Linked DNA regions of Oryctolagus cuniculus: region 1 is linked to region 2. Evidence: chromatin contacts called from public Micro-C data. All regions are on one chromosome and are shown on one strand. Each heading gives the region's core, a stretch centred on a gene start, on an enhancer-like site or on the middle of the called end of the contact. The rest is flanking DNA. Distances are from core to core; before and after follow the strand shown.

Region 1 (3,715 bases), core at 409-2,908, 160 kb before region 2:
TTAGGGAAGGGGTGCCTGTGACTGAGAAATTGAGGCCTGGGGCAGTCTTGTGTCTCACCTAAGGTCACAATTACTGTGAATGGCAGAGCTGGCCTGTGTGCCGGGCCGTCTGACCTCTGGACCTGTACCCCTAACTCTTGTGTGCGATGGCCAGCACGTACTCCCACTTAACGGTCACTGCTATGTGTGCTGGTTCCCCAACGAAAGTGCAGACTCCTGGTGGCTTCCTAATGTCTTGCATCTTTGGGATTCCCTCCAGCCCCTGCTGTGCTGTTCTCAAGGTCAAGGCTGACCACATGTTTCTGGATTGATTGCACAGGGGAGGGCAGACATGTTGTCTTGTGATCCCTAGGAGTTGAGAAAGACCTCTGAAGAAATAAACCTCTCAACAGCTAGGATGAAATCAAGGCCAAGAGCATTTCTGAAGACAGGCTTTGGCAAGCCCAGCACACTGGGTGGGTGAGGTCTAATTACCCAAACCTCCCAAGGACCCATTGCCAAGGACCCATAGCTCTGGCACCCTTACATCCCATTTTCTTCAACAACTTTACCTGTTATAAAGACCTGTTAGGAATCAGCCATAAGTTTGGGGATCAGGAGACTGCACATGGGGACCCTTGCCTGAGAAATACTTGGTTGAATCGCCATGAGAGAAGCTTGGTTGCTGTAGTGGTATCCTGGGCTGTCTGCAGGCCTTGGTCCTGGCCCCAGATACCATGTATGCCTGCATGTCCTCTCTCACTTGGTTACTCATTTAACTTTGAACTTTGGTGACTAATCCGGAGGTTCCCCTCTACTTGTCCAGGCGTCATATTCTGGGCTCCACCTTCAGAGAGACACTCATGCTTTCAAGAGCTGGACCTGGGGGAGCAGGAGTCAAAACAAGGGTGAGTCCAGTGGAGACTGTGTCCCTACTGGAATATAACATTGGTGACATTTAAAGCCACCAAAGGCATTTATTTTGCAGCAAACATTTAATTCCCAGGGAGAGAGAGGGCCTGGAGCAAAGTTCTCTGTGCCCCTCCTTCCACTTCCTTTTCCCCTCTGGGGCTTCACTTACCGAAGAATGAAAAGGAACCACCTGTGCGACAGGGCCAGGCCACTCTGCAGCCAAGGAACCTAGGGACTGGATCAGTCCCAGGCAACACCACACCCAGGTCTGCTCTCCCTCTCCCCCTTATCTCCGGAGGCCCTGCGAATCCTGGGGAGGAGAGGTGAGCCTGCCTGGCCTGAGTCACGCCAAGGAAGTGAAAGGCTCAGACACATGTGGTTCATCAGTTCCTCCCAGGTCCAGCCCATGCCTACTAACCCAGACGGTGTGTGCAGATGCTGAGAAGCCAGCGGCAGTCACCAGGAGTCCCTGGAGACCAGCCATGTACCATCTGTGGGTGACACACCCGACTTGATGATCCGACCTTCATTGCAAGTGCCAGCAACTTTTCCCTCTCTTTTTTTTTTTCTTTTTCCTTTTCATTAGGGAATTTTAAAAGTAAGATTCGATTAAATGAATTCCTCAAGCTCATTCCAAATCTCATATCCTACCAGGATTTTTCAATATCCTCTTGGTTCCCTGCCACAGACAATCAATGCACGCCATGGCCAGATGGGGCGATGTCCAGAGTGAGCCTGGCAGAGACAAGCAGAGAGGAGCTCCAGATAGCCTGTTCCTGGTTCTAGGCACAGGGAAATACCCAGTTCAGGGCAGAGCCCCTGCCTCAAAGCCCTGGCTGCTCTCACTTGACTTCTTCCTCACAGCTCTTAAGCCAGGAGCAAGAGCCCTAAACTTAAAGCTGATTCCTCCAGTGCTAAAAAAGACGGGATGTAGCAATGCCCCAACTGTTGATCCTTGATAGCTTCTGATGGATGGAAAAGACTTGTTCTGTCTCAGTGCTCTTTGAAGAGCCCTTCCAACTGAGCTTCTCTGGAGTGAGTTGGAAGGAGCATTTATTTTTATTTAGTTATTCATTTTTAAAGAAAATGTTTGAAAGATAGTTACAGAGAGAGAGGAGAGACAGATCTTCCATCTGCTGGTTTACTTCCCAGATGGCTGCAACAGCTAAGGCTGGAGTTTCAAAGCTAGGAGTTTCAACTGGTTCTCCTATACAGGTGCAGGGGTCCAACACTTGGGCCATCTTCTGCTGCTTTCCCAGGCCGCTAGCAGGGAGTTGAATCGGAAGTGAGCAGCCGGGACATGAATCGTTGCTCCTCTGGGATGCTGGCATCACAGGCAGTGGCCTTACCCATTATACCACAGCTCAGGCAAAAGCAGCAGCATTTATGGGGACCCTGCCAGAAGCCCCACCTGCAGGAGGTCCTGGAGAAACAAGAATGAACGTTCCCATCCTTGATGGTTGGCCTTAGAGGGCCTGTAAACCCTTGGTTGATGAGACAGACACAGCCACTTAGCCAGGGACAGGGATCAGCACCCACTTCTTGCATAATTACTCACTGGAGTCTGATTAGGGCTCACGGAGATGCCATCTCTCCAACACTTCCTCATTCCTTCTGGCATTTCCTGTCCACTGTGGGGCTGAAGCGGGTTGACAAGACAGGACAGCCAGTGCAGGAGGTGGAATGAAGACGTTCCCTTGTGCACAATGGCTCTCATTCCAGTGGGGACCCCCAGGGGTGGTGGAGAGCTGGCCCAGCATGGTCCACCTTACTGTTGTTATCTGTCACTGGTGGTGGGCGGCAGCTCCCTGGGAAGCCTGGCCTGCCTGCCTCTGGGCTGAGCGTGTTCCTGAGGTCAGAGAGGCAGAATGCACAGGCCTGGGGAAGGGTAAGTGCCAGTGCCTCTGGGCCAACCATTGGCAGTGTTGGCCTCACCCGCCCTGGCCTCCTGAGCTCTGCACAGCTCACCTGGGAATGGCAGCCTTAATACCTGACCTGGGGAAGAGGGATGCACGCCCTGGGGTCAGTCTCTCCACCTCCCACCAGCTGGAGCGAGACGGGGAGGGCAGGTAAAGACATTTTAGGAAGCTGCCTTGAGAGAAGCTTCCCAGTGGAAATATGTGACGGCTCAGGGGGCCAGGTCGGAATTAACTCTGCACATCCGCAGGGGAGTTTCTTTGGCCCACAGACAGCTTCCTCACGAGCTCCAAGGACAGCCTGTGCAGCTCCTGCACCGGTGGACATAGAGGTTTAGCTGGAGGCAAGGACGGGGCTGGATCGGAATAGTTCTTGCTTCGCCTTCCAGGGGAATGTTCTTTGAGTCCAGGGGCTGCTCCTGGGGCCTCCTGGAGCCTGCTCCGTTGTCCAGGGCTGGTGTCCGTGCTCCTGGGACCGGCCAGCTTTCCAGGGGCATCAGTGACTCTTCCCGTGTGGCTCACAGCACCCAGACTTAGCAGGGGCACCAGGGGCTAGACACAGCCCCAAGCCATGTGGGAGTTACCGGGCCTGGCTTCCGCGTGCCAAGGGCTTTGTCAGCACTTAGGAGCTGTTTGTCAGCACTGGAAGAAATCAGCCGGACTCTGGCGGGAAAGCAGGGCAGGGCAGGGCAGGGCAGGGCAGGCTGCCTCTGAGCATGTGTTTGTCTAAATAGCTGGGCGCTCCGTCAGCCGCCCTCCTGTTTGTGGAGTCTGTGGGGTCCCTCGCCATGGCTTGGAGCCAGCAGGCTGCGGGGAGGTGAGAGCAGGATTGCAACCCTTGCCCTCCCTGCTGGCCCCTACTATGGTGAAGGGAACATCCAAGTTCAAGGCCCCTTCTTCCTCCCACC
Region 2 (3,626 bases), core at 599-3,098:
TTCATAAGAGAAAGATGTCAGACACTAAAGAAGCATATTGCTTTGTTCCATTTTTGAAATTTCTAGAAAAGGCTGACTATGGAAACCACTTTCAGCGGTTGCCTGGGGCTGAAGGTGGGAATAAGAATTGACTACAAAAGGCACAAAAGAAATTTTTGGAGGTAATAGAGGATTCTTAACCTTGATTACAATCAGGTTGGCAAATGTATAAATTTACTAAACCTTGTCAAACTGTGCAGTTGCCATGGGTAAGTTTATAAATTAAACCTTGATAAAGGTGTTTTTCTTTTTTAAAGATATATTTATTTTTTACTTGAAAGTCAGAGTTACACAGACAGAGGAGAGGCAGAGAGAAAGAGAGAGAGAAAGAGGTCTTCCATCCAATGGTTCACTCCCCAATTGGCCACAACAACCAGTACTGCACTGATCTGAAGCCAGGAGCCAGGAGCTTCTTCCAGGTCCCCCATGCGGGTGCAGGGGCCCAAGGACTTGGGCCATCTTCCACTGCTATCCCAGGCGACAGCAGAGAGCTGGATGGGAAGTGGAGCAGCCTGGTCTTGAACCAGCGCCCATATGGGATGCCGGCGCTTCAGGCCAGGGCATCAACCCGCTGCACCACAGCTCCGGCCCCATAAAGGTGTTCTTAAAGACTGAGCTTATGCTTGCACACTTGAGTTTCTAGACCTAAATTCACACCTGCGTTATCACTTTGATTTTTCACACGCCAAAGTCACCCTGACTACCATGGGAACCAGTTTGGACTATAGCTGGTCACCTGCCTTCATCATTTTACAATTTATTTTGAAAGCACAGAAGCTCCTGTCGTCGTCCCTGATTCCTGCCTTCAGAAACGTTGCTGTTCTGTGATTATTCATTCCACCGGGGAAGGGTTCAGTCACGGGGCCAGAACTCAGGAGGCCACTCAGATGGCGAGCGGGGCTCGGTGCTGCTCCATGCCTCATGCACCGCTTTTCATCCACATCTACAGCAGTGATTATTTGGAGAAAGGTTGCTGCATTCTAAAGACTGAAAATCCCGTCTCAAGGCTTCCCGTTTCCATTTAGGTTTACTCTCGCTAACATAGATATGAAAGGATTTCATTGTAAGGTCCCTCTCCCGACTTCTTCTGTGACCCTTCCAGATCCCAAGCCATTCAGGATCTGAGTCTTGGAATCTTGCAAACCCTAGGTAAACTGAACTGGCCCATCTGGCCACACTTTGCAAAATTTTTCTTCCTTCATACCTGGAAGTTTAGGGTGAGTGGTTTAAAGATTTGTTTTTATTTTTATAAAACATATAGCCCAAATCAAATTATGTCTATAAACTTCAATTTATTTTAGTTGTTAATGAAATTATCACTCGAAATAATGCAGCTGGGTGAAATAGGAACCAGATTATACCAGCAGGTCATTGAATGAAATTCAGGATAACACACGTCCACAAATCTGAGAAGGCTTAGTTGCCCAGATCTGGGAGTGGGAGATCCTTGGTTCTATTTACAAATGGTATGCAACATATGTCGGAATAATGGTGATTTCTTCTATGGAAATCGTGAGTTAACTTTCAAAACTTGTTTTTCTTCCCTTTTTTTTTTCAATTTGTTTCAGAGGTCACCAGGCTCTTCCCAATTCCAATCAGCACCACTTCCGCAACAAGGAGAGGGCCTGACACTGAACTTTTGTTGGGAAGATTATTTCAGTCAAAACCTCACTGAGATTCTGGGCAGCGGGAAAACTGGCTTCCAGAAGAGACGTCTGGCAGATCACGAAGCCAGAGCAGGAGAGAGGCTCTGAGCTGAGGGCGACCTCCCCCCAACTCAGGGGTCACCTCTGCGGTCCCCCTGGCGTTCACCTAAACTAGGGCGGGACCCTGGGACTCTGAGCCGAGAGTTCAGAGTTGTAGTTCTTCTTTCTATTTCATTCAGCCTCATCAACAGTGCAGAGTAGCGAACACATTCTGGCTGTACTTGAGCTAGATGACTAAAGTTCTAAATCCGGGGGAAATCACAGCAAAAAGAAAAGGTAACTGTCACGGAGCCAAGCAGCATAAAGACAGGGTCTTCACAGTCTTCCAGGGTCCCGCGATCCTGGTCCCGAAGTCCACTGTTTCAGGGACTTCAAATGCAAAGCGCATCCCCTCGGCCCAAGGGCACACAGAGGAGTGCGGGCTGCTGTTTCTGTTTCTGGTTTACAGTTTTTATTTTTCTAAGACCATGAAAGACACTTCCTCTCCCGAACCTGGTGCATTTAAACTGTGAGTCATTGCACAGGATGTAAAGGAATCCCCGAAGCCCTATACAGACAACCTTTTCATTTCCTATTAGAGGAGGTTTCCCGTGTCACAAAATAACACGTGCAAGTTACGTAAAAAAGCAATTCACAGACCTTCTAAAGAAGGGCTTTTAGCGTGGTGATCTGTTGTAAGCATCAATCTCGCCAAGCAGTTATTACTCAGCAGGCTGCCGGATTCTTGCATTCTTTCTAAAATTAGATCTTTCCATGAAAAAGCACAATATATTGTTGTTGTCTGTTGAGGCAGAATTACAAAAGAAGTTATTTTTATCCCCCAGTTAGTTACTTTTTATTCCAATGGAACCAACCAAATAGTTTATGAAAGAAGGGGGAAAAAAGGAACCCAGACATCCGGAAAGTCAGCTTGCGTTTCTAAAATGCCTTTTCCTATTGCATTAAACCATTTGCATACCAATCATGTCCAGCTCTTCCTGGCACCAGCTTGAAAAAGGCAGGCAGTAAGTTTAAGCTTCAAAAATGAAAGAAAAACCATTTAAAAGGAGATCATCGTACTCAGAGGCTGGGCAGTGTATGCTAACCTGTTTCCTTCTCCAGCGCTGTCCCATATAGGTGCCAGATTGAGTCCCAGCTGCTCCCCTTCTGATCCAGCTCCCTGCTAATGTGCCTAGGAAAGCAGCAGAGCATGGTCCAAGTGCTTGGGCCCTTGCACCCACGTGGGAGACCTGGAAGAAGCTCCTGGCTCCTGGCTTTAGCCTGGCCCAGCCCTGGCTGTTGCAGCCATTTAGGGAGTGAACCAAAAGATGGAAGATATCAACTCTTACTCTCGCTCTCTCTCCTTCTCTCACTCTCTCCCTCTTTCAGTAATTCTGCCTTTCAAATAAATGGAATAAATCTTACCAAAAAAAAAAAAATGAAGCCAGGACTCAAACCTAGGCACTCTGATATGGGATGCAAGTATCCCAAGCAGCAAGTTAACCTCTGTGCCAAACACACCCATCCCATCCATCATTTTCTTTAAAAAAAAAAAAAAAAACTCTTATACATGAGTTTAGGTAAACCTATAAAACACTTTTTGGAACACTGGAAATACGTGAAACGTTATATATCATGAGAACTAGAAAGTTATATGGACAAGTGAAAGCAAAATTTTGTTTTGAGATAAAATTAATTGTATTGATTATATTGGATCTCAACTACTTTGAATTTTAAGAATAAAAGCTCCACTAGATAATAGCAGTCAATAGTATTCTTTTCTTTTCTTTTCTTTTCTTTTCTTTTCTTTTCTTTTCTTTTCTTTTCAAGTCTTTCTGAATATCAGAATTGGAAATCACCGGGTAGCTGGTGAAGCCTTTAGCAGACCCGCCTAGCTAGAGG

The links. A called contact is a pair of places that touch in the nucleus more often than the background predicts.
Region 1: a Micro-C map of ear pinna shows a contact between it and region 2, with 2.3 times the contacts expected there. The contact joins two enhancer-like sites. A contact is called at or near these places in 2 of 6 Hi-C or Micro-C datasets (ear pinna and an unstated tissue).

The regions. Positions count from the first base shown.
Region 1 is chr7:76,079,759-76,083,473 of mOryCun1.1, reverse strand. No RefSeq gene overlaps it. Among named protein-coding and RNA genes, the nearest start is that of F3, 74 kb to the left of the region's middle. Within about 2 kb of position 1,658, at least 1 of the 8 cell types and tissues checked has an H3K27ac peak or open chromatin away from gene starts, as enhancers often do. A contact at or near this core is called in ear pinna, where this site is marked.
Region 2 is chr7:75,916,238-75,919,863 of mOryCun1.1, reverse strand. No RefSeq gene overlaps it. Among named protein-coding and RNA genes, the nearest start is that of SLC44A3, 26 kb to the right of the region's middle. Within about 2 kb of position 1,848, at least 1 of the 8 cell types and tissues checked has an H3K27ac peak or open chromatin away from gene starts, as enhancers often do. A contact at or near this core is called in ear pinna, where this site is marked.